Regions from separate parts of the Mus musculus genome. Here region 2 is linked to region 1. The links are chromatin contacts, called in public HiCAR-type maps. All regions are on one chromosome and are shown on one strand. Each heading gives the region's core, a stretch centred on a gene start, on an enhancer-like site or on the middle of the called end of the contact. The rest is flanking DNA. Distances are from core to core; before and after follow the strand shown.

Evidence for each region. HiCAR-type assays count read pairs that join an accessible place to other places.
Region 2: a HiCAR-type map of fibro-adipogenic progenitors shows a contact between it and region 1, with 4 times the contacts expected there. The contact joins two enhancer-like sites. A contact is called at or near these places in 4 of 39 promoter capture datasets (the 3T3-L1 cell line, 3T3-L1-derived adipocytes and hippocampal neurons), 1 of 15 datasets of contacts at CTCF or cohesin (the NIH/3T3 cell line), 1 of 484 Hi-C or Micro-C datasets (the N1E-115 cell line) and 1 of 115 datasets of contacts at active chromatin or transcription factors (fibro-adipogenic progenitors).

Annotation. Positions count from the first base shown.
Region 1 is chr13:89,910,938-89,916,671 of GRCm38.p6, reverse strand. The region is part of intron 7 of Xrcc4 (X-ray repair complementing defective repair in Chinese hamster cells 4); the gene reads left to right. Among named protein-coding and RNA genes, the nearest start is that of Vcan, 170 kb to the right of the region's middle. Within about 2 kb of position 2,606, at least 17 of the 459 cell types and tissues checked have an H3K27ac peak or open chromatin away from gene starts, as enhancers often do. A contact at or near this core is called in fibro-adipogenic progenitors, where this site is marked.
Region 2 is chr13:90,512,453-90,518,186 of GRCm38.p6, reverse strand. All of the region lies in intron 1 of Gm35111 (a long non-coding RNA gene), which reads left to right. Among named protein-coding and RNA genes, the nearest start is that of Gm35111, 34 kb to the left of the region's middle. Within about 2 kb of position 2,091, at least 184 of the 459 cell types and tissues checked have an H3K27ac peak or open chromatin away from gene starts, as enhancers often do. A contact at or near this core is called in fibro-adipogenic progenitors, where this site is marked.

The DNA.
Region 1 (5,734 bases), core at 1,357-3,856:
TCCTCAATCTTTAATATTCTCTAAATTTTATTCAGAAATTTCATCCATTTGTATACCTTTGGGCATTTGAGTTTGCATCTCTTTCTAGTCTCTTTCCAAACCACTTTTTAAATGTTCATCATCTATAGCACTGGACTACGTGAAGGTCCTCCAATGGCTGATGATTAGTTCTGCGAGGTACTTCCTCTTAGTTTTCCACATCTGTGTCACACTGGCCCATGTACTTTCCTCTGACTAGAGAATAAGAACCACATTGTTCAGAAAACTCCTTCAACATCCTTTCTATCTACTGGCCTCAGAGAGAATTACATCTGTCACAAGTGTTCTATAGCATTTGATATTTTGATATTTTCCTTGTAGTTGATACATTTTAAAAAAAGAAAAACACTATACATTGAATATCTCTTTCCAGCATAGACTCTGCCTCTCCTAGCAGAACAGTAACTGACTTAACTTCCTAGTTTATCATTTGCCACATCTAAGCCATAACCTGCTGAAGTTAGAAAAAAGTTCCAACTGCATATTGTAAACTATAGAGAATATTGAAGAGTAGTTGATTTCCCTCGCTAATAACCGAGATCTGATAAGCAAGCATTCTTTTACTATACTGAAGGTAGACCTAGGATCTGAGTTTTCTCTGCTTTTTCTTCTATCTTCCCAGTTTGTATAATGGATTGTCATAATTCTCACTTCTTCCATTTCTGGATTACCTATTTGTAGCATCCTTCATAATTGCTGAATTATTTTGATGATTTACAATATCAGTGTCCAGAATTTGTCTATTTAGAAAAACCATCAAAAATTAGGGCAAAAAATTGTGTAAAGACGTTTTAATGTGTGACTGTTGTCTATGAAGACTGCTGTATGACTCCACATTCTGATTTATTTGATTTCTGTTTCTTAAGCGTCTTTATTTCACTGATTCATTAAACACGTAAATCTACTCAGGTTTGTAACTTGAATGTGAACAAAATTGACTCATTTTTGCCTACACTTTGGCATCAGAAAGGAAGACATGAGATACATGTTCCAAGGACCCACCCTCCCTCACAGACAGAAATGAATTCATGAAGGACTCTGTCTGTCCTGTATTTTAGGATCTTAAATCATCTCTTCCTCCCCACCTCCTAGTGCAAGTCAGGTCTTTCCCATGGTTCTTTTCATATTAGTATTGAGATATGAAAATTGGTATCCAATTGAATTTAGAGAAAGAAAAGAAATAGTTAGGTGATATGTTTCAAAACAGGAAAATAAGTAATGCAAGCAATTCAAGCAAACACATGGGGTTTGTAAAATAGAATGATACAGTTAAGCATTGAGGAGTCTATTCATGAACAAGCTTTAAGAAAAGGGACTTTGTGGATCATTTATTCATTTTATATTCAATTGTTATGCTAAAAGGGGAGATCAATAATGCCTGGTAAAAGATGTGGAATGAACTTGATCATAATATGTCCTAATTCAGAGAACTAAATATGATCCCATTCTCCACTGAGGATCGTAATAATGTAGCATGCTGAGATGGAAGCCTTTCAGTCTACAATTTAATTTACCTAACTTGACATTACATGTAGGAGATTCAGATTTAATTTCTTAAGGTTAAAATGTTTTCATATACGTTTTGATCAGTTCTACCCTAGAGCCTTTCAGCTAGCCCTTCTTCTAGTCCCTTCAATACTTTTTCTTCCTGACTTCATGTGCTATTTTCTGCTAGATCCACTAAGTCTAGATAAGGGTACCTTTATGTATATGGATATAGGACCATCTTTGGAGCAGAAGCAGCCTTCAGAAGCTGCAGCCTGAAGAAACTGACTTTCTCACCACAGGCATCCATCAATTGGCAGTAGCTCCGTAGCTAGAAGTGGACTTCATGACTGTATGCAAGGATTTTGACTGGCATGACCTTGTACAAGTCTTATACATATAGTCCCAGCTATCTCTGCGTGAGTGCAACAGCCCAGCAACGTCCCTGCCATGCCTATTGTCCATTAGCCCTTGAAATCAAACAAAGAATCGTATATGTGTAAATATGGTATTATATTTGTAAATGGTACATTTGATAACTACACTCTAAAACAAAATGTATTTTCTTGTGAATTAACATTCAGAAATTCACAGATAGGCTCTGGCACAACTTTGCCAGGAAAAAATTGGCAGGGTAAATGAGTAAGTCATAGCTTTTGTTAAAATAGAAACGGGTTATTATACTGTTTTTGAAGTCTGTCATATTTTTCATGGCTTGCTTTGACTTGATGTTTTGTATAAACAAAGTAATCAAAAGTAAGCCTCTTTCCAGAACAATTCTGATTTGTTCGTAGTTTTGTAAAATACCCAGCCAAAAAATTAAAATGGCTGTGGTGCAGTATTGTGCAACAAATTAATATCAGTCAAAGGGGCTTGTTGGTTTCATTACAATAGCCTTGATAATTAAAAGTAATAAATTCAGTTGAAAGCCAGGCTTACAATCAGAAAGCTGTCCTTACAGTTCTAAGTAGTTTTTTTTTCCTGTTCTCATCGGTATTTCCTCTGGGTTTATTCATAGGGGCGGAGGCATGGTCTGTGACTCCCTCCTCTATCACTCCACCCTCCCGCAATGTGGCAACTGACTTTCAAAACTGAAAACATGACGTTTCATAGGAGCTTGTTATTCAGTTCCCAAAGTTCACTTGACGTTAGTCTAAGATATCTATGCCCGTTGGCATGTGTTCATTCAGGAAAGCTAGACCATTTAATACTTAATTCCTGGCTAGTAAAATAATATCCATAACTGGGTGAGGTATGGGAGATGGGATAATTTGATGAATCTCCGGACAAAATCAAAGTGACTCCCTTGGGACGATGGACTGGGAACTGGTCTGTCTGCATGAATTTCAATTTCCTTTCTCATCAACTTTGTGTCTGAGAATTTCTGAATGAAGCTCCCTGTTCGGCTGCCTACTGACTTTTCTGGCTTACAGTTTTGGATTTCTGTCTCATAGCTTGCCATCTTCTTTTTATAACCAAAGACAATAGCAATAGTCTCCCCCTTGCTTATAATTTTTGATGTGATGTCTAAGATATACATTTTACTTTATTTCTTACTTATTCTGGTTTTGTTTTGTTTTGTTTTTCAAGACAAGGTTTCTCTGTGTAGCTCTGGCTGTCCTGGAATTTGCTCTGTAGACCAGAGTAGTAACAAACACAGAGATCTGCCTGCCTCTGCTTTCTGAGTTCTAGGATTAAAGACATGTACCACAACACCTGGCCAAGACATTCATGTAATAAAACATAGAAGCTGTATATTTGTCATAACCAACATAGTGATAGCAATAAATGGAGTCACTATTTAGCACTGCTGGGTTCCCATCATGCTCTGTGGTCATCAGAGTTCGCCATTCTTAGTTGTGGTATTTGCAATAAACTAAGCAGACAGTGATTAAAGTACTAAAGGAGAGTTGACAGTTGTTTTCCTGCTTTAGAAATCTAGATGAAGTGTTCAGATCTTGGCATCGCTGTGGTATTTGTAGTCATCTAACTGCCTGTTGTAGTCATCTGACCGCCTTATCCACGTGGTTCTGATAAAGCTGATAATGCTGTGCTTTGCTCTTTAATAACAACGATGGCAACTCATAATCACAGATTACAAAAAGTAAATAGGTTTTTATTCAGTCAAAATCATGATTTAATTAACATACAAATATGAGTATGGATTTAGAACAACAACAACAAAAAAACAAAAAAAACAAAAAAACAAAAAAAACAAAAAACAAAAAACAAAAACAAAAAAAAAACAACCAGCCGGGCAGTGTTGCCTTTAATCCCAGCACTTGGGAGGCAGAGGCAGGCGGATTTCTGAGTTTGAGGCCAGCCTGGTCTACGGAGTGAGTTCCAGGACAGCCAGGGCTACACAGAGAAACCCTGTCTTGAAAACAAAAACAAAACAAAACAAAAACAAAAACAAAACAAACAAACAAACAAAAACCCCTCTGTTTCCTATTATCTGTTTGATCCTTAGCTTAGTCCATATCACTACATTTTATATTCCTCTATTAAAGGAAATAGATAACTTCACTGATAATTGCTTAATTTTTGACTGAATTAAAAATTGATATAAAACATAGCATAATTATTGGATCCAAATGAACTTTTCTCTGGACAGTGAAGTACTTGAGGGGATTAAGGAGCTTGTCACCACGACGGCTCTCCGAAATCCTATCCCTAGTGCCCAACATCCTGCAAGGAGAGAACCAATTTCTGACATGTGTTCTCAGTCCTCCACAAGTACACTGTGACATGTATGCACCTCTTTCCCCCACCTACACATAAAACAAAATGTACAAATGTAGCTTTCTCAATTACCATTTTCTGTTAGATGTTACCATGTGGTTAGAAATATTGTAGTTTGGATATTCATGCTTAAGTTCTTGATACATTTCATGTCTTCTGTGTCTTAAAACACTATGTAAATTATTTCAAACTTCTTTCAGTTGACTGGGAGAATAAAGCTAATATCATAACTTATTGTTAGAGATTTTCAATGTAAAGAAATGTATTTTATACACTAACTTTTCAGATCGGTTTGAAATGTTGTCAGTCATTATTATGATCGCATCAACAGTCTCCTTGAATCTGGGTGCTAGAGATATACATACCAATTCAGCATCAATCCAAAGCCTTGGGCAGAAATGCAGTAGGAAACCATGCCCTATTCAGATTCTCCAAGTGAGTACACAGATTCGGTAAGGTGGGTGTGCACATGTGTACACATCTGCACCTACACAGTGCTTACCTTAAGGACCTGGCCCACATAGTTGTGGGGCTGGGAAGTCTGAAATATGTGTGGCAAGTGGATGTTCTGGGATCACTGGCTGTTGATGCTTCAGGCAGGTCATCTCTTGGGAAACTTGTGCTTTTGGGGTTCTTAGCCAATTTGTTTTAACCCATATTCTCCAGAAAATACAGGTGAAAGGTGACAGATTGCAGATGACAACCCCATCTATAAAGAAGCTTCACAGCAAGATGTGAGGGCGTTGAACACCTCTGTAACTGCAGGCTTCCCTAGAGAATCTCCCATAAAAATTACCACAGACTGTGAACAAGAAGCACATGTCAAGACTGAGACAAGACAGAAACTTGAGAACGGTGTGCAGTGGAGAACAATGACAAGCACTACCAAGGTGAAAAATCACAGAAACTGGATGAATTCGTTGACAGCTAAAAGTATCCAGACACCAGTTGTAAGGAGATGTAACCAGCAGTAAAGGACTACTGCAATACCTGCAGTGACCCTAGGTGCTAGATTAGCCATTGCTGCAGTGTGACGTTCTGAATACTCTCTAGGCATACTGCCAGGGAGTAATGACCCAGATGTTCCATGACGCTATACTCATTCTCCTGTTATTGCTTAGCCATTCCCACAGGTCTACTCAATGTTTTCGTAGGTAGACAGAGACTGGAAAAGGATGAGTGGAAAGATCTTGTAGTGTGATTGATGTTTTGGCTTATTCAGAGTTTTTAGGGGTGATCTGAAAGAAAATGATACATTTTCTTCAGTACAGTATCATTGTCTGATGGACATAGGTATGTGTAAATATGTACACAAATAATTTTTTTTCTTGACTTAGAATCTCATGTATCCTAGGTTAGCTCACACTCACTGTTTAACCAAGAATGAACAAAATGTATTCAACAATCCTTATGCCTATGCCTCGTAAATCCTGGGAATATAAGTGTGTACCTCCATGGCATTGTACTG
Region 2 (5,734 bases), core at 842-3,341, 600 kb before region 1:
GTTACAAGTTGAGTTAAGTTACATGAAGACTAAGGGACTTAGCCAGAGCTGGGGTTCAAAGTAGACAGGCAAGAACTGGTTTTCCTACTGCCAGCTCTGACATCTACATAATTAGTATTATTTAAAAAGAGTCACATATATTGAACTGGTGACAAAACTATATTCATAGTAGAAGCTGGTAATGGGAATAAGCTTGTGAGTTCCAAGGCAAAAGCCCTTGTACTCTGTTGAGTAAAAAGGAAGAAAAGGTCCAGTCTAGACCTGGATGTCTAGAAGTGTTTTAAGTGTCCTGCATCCACAGAGACTTTAAGGACAGAGTCAGAGAAGGCAGATTTTTATGTGTTGCCTTTGTTGTCTTGAAAGAGCAGACTCTGCCAAAACGATAGCAGCCATGCAGAGCCTAGCATCTGCAATCTCTAACAGGTTTCAGATTTCTAAAAATGACTTGGAAAATCACATGTCAGCAAACTAGAGGGGCAAAAGGGAGCCACTGATAGGGAATCAGTGAATCTCACGTGTATTTGAGATGCTGTGACAAAAACATGCAATGCACCAATCACAAGGTCTGCAGTGTTTCATTTTCCTCTTCATGACAGTGATTACATTTATGATGTCTTTCAGAGACTTGAGCAAAGAACACAAGCTGAAAAATCAATACAGCAAATGGCAAACATGCCAAGGGTGTGGATTAGAATGGGAACCAGAGCCAGTGAGAACATGGTGTTTGGGTAACATTGTGCCTGCACTGGCAAACTTTAATCTGTTATATTTTGTATCTAAAATATATGGAAACACACAGATGTGGTGAGAATGGGACAGATACAATTAGAACAGGCAGTTTGGGGATGAAAATCAGATACCTCTGATTACACTTGGTCCATGCCATGCTTATCACAAATGACACAATGAAGGCTCCAGAATGGAGGACAACTGCCATACAGGTATATCTTGTCGCCTAGGAGTCTGTTGCTTTGTGTTGTCTCTCTTCAATTCCTTTCCACTCATCTGATTGTGATTCTTAAACCCTCAAGTCTTTATATTTGCTTTGGTTGTATTACTGCCAGACAAGAAGAAATGGACAACACAATTATATCCATATGCCTACTATGACAGAACTCATCTTAAGGAAATGCCGATGCCCAAGATGAATGGTGGTGCTCTCCAGAGGCTGTTATGTCACTTTAGTCCTTGCATGCAGCCTTAGTAGACTAATGATTTGAGAACAGAAAGAAGGCATATTTTGTAGAATATATATATATGCACACACATACATACATACAAAATATTTTACATCTATGGGTGGTTTTAAAGATTATTGCTCTATTTGTTATTATTGTAAAGGCTAACATCTAGACTTTCTTTAAATTATGAGTGCTTAAAAATGGAAGACTCTCACTTCTTAGACAAATGAGTCCAGAACATGTATGTTATGTATGTTATGTATGTGGGTTAGGAAGAACAGGCAGGCACTGGTTAAATTCCCATCAGCCAGGAATTCTGAGCATCCCAACTGAACATATGCACAAAATCCTGAAAAAGCGTTTGAAATTTAGCATTGCAGTAACATGTTTAAAATAACTTCAGAGTTGATCTATAACCAGGGCACTTCTAGGTTTAAGCAAATATAGCAATTAGTTTTTCATTTTTTAAAGGGAGCTCATTTTGTGTAGCTAAATATAAATCAAAAAATTTTAAACACTATCCTCCAAGGCAGTTTAATTTTGAGCAGAATTTGAACGAAGAAGTAAAACCAAATCTCAAAGATGCTTCTGGTGTGGTAACATGGATCCTGGAGTGCAGCCTCAGAGCCATTTGGCTGTAGCCTCACATTCAGAAGGGCCAGCCAAGGAGACACATAGGCAGACTGCTTCAGAGAGATCAGCCTAAACCAGTACCATTTCTGAGACCAAATTCCCCTCAGAAGCACTCTGTAAATCCCCGAGTTCCTGTAGTAAGAAGTCTGTCCCTTTATTTAGTTTCATTGTGTGTTATCATTAAATGGGAGGAAATGACAAAAGCCACAGTCAAGGATAACCATGTGACACTGGCTTAGGCAGGCATAGGGTGTGTCTAGAGTGTGTTTCTGCTCAAAACTGGGTTACAAATGTGACCTAATGCTTGAAGCCTGTAGCTCCCAAAGAGGAGGAAGTTGTGCAGTGTTCTGGTGCTGATGGCAGGTTGCCAACCCAACAGAATTGCACAATCAGCTTCTAGGACATGCTGCATTTTTTTTCTCTCCCCAGAAATCAGTAAGCCACACTAGAGGGCAGGCTAACCTAGACCTTTATTCAACCCCTGCCCCCCACCCAAGAACAAGAATTTGCTCCCTTGTGTCTGATATAAGCATTATAGAAATAGAAGCCTACAGTTGAAAAAAATTGTGGCACTCTACGGAGCAAGCAACAGAGATTGTAGTTTGTGTGATACATCTATTTTACTCTGTGCTTGGAACATGTAAGGACAGCGCCACTTTAAGTAAAGCTTAAGGAAAAGTAAACCAACAAAAGGCAATGAAAATAGTGAATAACATGTCGTTATTAACTTGAATGAATTAATTAATATGTTATCAGAAATTAATACTATCAGACTAAATTAATATTAGAAAAGGGGTATTTCTTGACCAGTAACATCTTCTGTACAGGAATAGAAAATACAGTAGACATTGTCACTGCGGTGCAAGTCAGATACATAATGCTAGTTTGCATCTGATATCCTGCTTTTATTTCATTTTCTTCAGTGTGGTCATCAAGCACTAAAGGACTTGAGAATATAAGCTGTATAAAGTGGACTGTCTTAGGAACAAGGTTAATATTCTTCCTCCTGGACTTGCCCCATACCACCTCAGACTCCTCAGCCCTCCCAAGGAGTTTAGGATGTAGTAGAAAGTCACATAAAATTTCCAATCTGAACACTGAGCATATGTATTGTTAAAACATTGGTTGATAGCCACAACTGGCTTCTTGCTATTCTTTGAAAATATCTATGTAGAAGATTATCCTATTTTCCATATGTTCTGTGCTAGTCCAGCTTCTCCACAGACATGGAGACAACAAGATATACATAGCAGTCGATTTGTCAAAGAGGCTTGTTGCGTGCAATTCTGCAGTCTGAGAGGTTTCAGATCTGTAGTTAAAGACAAATGTAATGCCACATTTCAGTAATCTGTGCATTTGGGAAGCCAAGGCAAGAGGATTACCAAAACTTTGAAAATAGCGTGGGCTTCCAAGGAAGACATTTTCTTATAAATGGACAAAAACAAAATCAAAACAAAAAACAAACAAACCTAGAGTCTGCAGACTGGAGACAGTGACGTGGTTTCACATCTGAGTGTAAAGCCCTAAAACCCATGAGAGCTCAGGATATAATATCATGTCTGAGTCAGAGTCTAAGAGACGCAACTGATGCTGCAGCTTACAGATGGAGCTCTGGAGTTCTTTTTGCTCACCTATTCATCCAGGCTTTCAGTAGGCCAGATGAATCTTCTCTGAAGACTGCTTTATTGCTTTTGGGGGTCTACAGATCCAAATGTTAATTTCATCCAGAACTGACCTCCCAGACACAACTAGAAGAATATTTTCACCAAATCTGAGCACCTCAAGGCTCAGTGTCACAAACATCCAATCATCTCAGCTACTCTTTGCTTTGTGCTTACTTTTATGCTTTAGAGAATGCAAAAATCCCTCTCTGCAAGCATCTCAACCTGAAGCATTGGTTCCCACTTGCAAACTGTGAGTTATGATGTGCGTGTTAAGGTCATCACAAGAGCTTACTGTGGTCAGAAGAAATTGTTTAAACCAAGCACAGTCTTCATGTGCCTTATAAAAATGAAGTGTAGATAGATTTCATAATTTGAGCAATATGAAATTTATACTACTTTTTCTAAATCTTAGTCATAGGCTTAGAAAATACATTGCACATTTATTTCAAAGTCTAAACAATGATAGCTAAAGCAAGAAGTCCCCAGAGATGACCAGTCTGACCAACAAAATAAAAATTCCTCTGACTAATCTGTTCACGTTAAAGTGGTGCACAGTGTATCTCTGGTGGGCTTGGTTCATTAGGATAAATGTAACATGAGCTCAGTGATGGTAGAGGCAAGAGTGAACAAGACATGAGTAAGCGTGTCCTCACAATTAATAATAACGGAGCCACAAGAACACCCCGTGCTGGGAGACTCCTTTCCCTCTCATGACTCATTTGTCAGAGATTTCCTTTGTTTGCTACTTTTCTCAAATAGCATTTCCTCTCACCAAAGAAGACACTCTAGTTCTTTGGGTTGATCTGTTGCTTTTGTTTAGTGACCAGGACTGGGCCCTTTAAATAGTGAGCCTCCTAGTGATGGTAGAAGTGACGAAAGATGGACTAAAAGATCAGGAAAAGGGATGCTGTATCAGACAGAGATGTTTTTGTTCTTTTGTTCTTATGTTTATAAGCCCAAAACATTAAATGTCTAAATTTTTAACTTTCCTTTATCCTTCAAGAATTCAGTGGAGTAAGACAAGACCTAAAGTTAGTATATATTAGAAATATCATGTACAACCAAAATTATCCTGTAAAGTATTTTTAAAATTATTTTTATTTTGTGTATATGAGTGTATATTACTGTATTACAAAACATTTTGAAAGTCTTGGTTGGCCTTGGTACTGTCTGATATGAGGATGTGTTAACCATGGTTTTCTGAGTATCTCCTTGTCATCTTTCCTTACCCCTCAGCTTGTGTTTGTTGAATAAAATAGAATCTGGGGTTGTGAGGCAATTTTCTTCCACGAGTTTTTGCTTTTATGTAAATTCAGACAATAATAAAACTGCAATGATAGGATAAAACTCCCCAGTGGTAGATTTTAATATTTGCCTTATTTTTTCTTGATTTCTCATTCCTGTGGTTTTGAGTATATTCATAAACAATGTGTACCCTTGTTTGTGTATGTATCATATTATGTCTGAGAGTGATCCAATCAGTGATCCCCTAAATGATGACTTGGTCCAGAAAAAAACGCATCCTAGCAACAGTGAAGAATAAAAGATCTTTGGCACATGTCTAGTAAGGATGCTATTTGGGTTTACTTAGGAAAATCTTCACTAAACCAAAATAAAATATGTCTTTTTCTAATTTACATTACTAATGTGCTATTACACTCTCTTGGCTTTTTTTAAACATACAGATGTGAATGGCATGTATGATCTCATGAATAATTCAAAGACCCACTGTGAGTTCTTGCCCCTGGATTCTATTGTTCCCCAGCCAAGGACGATGACTTTCAGTTTTGCTGGAGCTGGAAGATCCTCAAAGGCAATTTTATTATTATTATTATTAATATTGCTACAAGTGATTATTGTGATTATAAATGATTTTTTACCAGCAATTATTAAGATCTTGCATTGTATAGTCTTCAAACATCAAGACACATCTCACACATTTCAAAATGTAAATTACTCCATCGTAATATGTGTTTGGCTGTGGGGTTGCTTACTAAGTCGCTGCCTTGTGAAGAGTTAAATGCTTTTAATGATTTGGAGCTTTGCAGTGACTCAATACGTAGATTATACTCTCTTTAACAATATGTTCCAGGTCACAGAAAACAATAAAGCCTGTGAGAACAGAGTAGAGAACCACCAAGGAAGATAGATCAGTCAGGCCCAATTGTCATCTCCTGAATACCACTGCCAGCTGCTGTACTAAGGGTTTGTGGTATGATTTGAGCATGGCTTCCAAATTGTAGTAAATTTGACTAA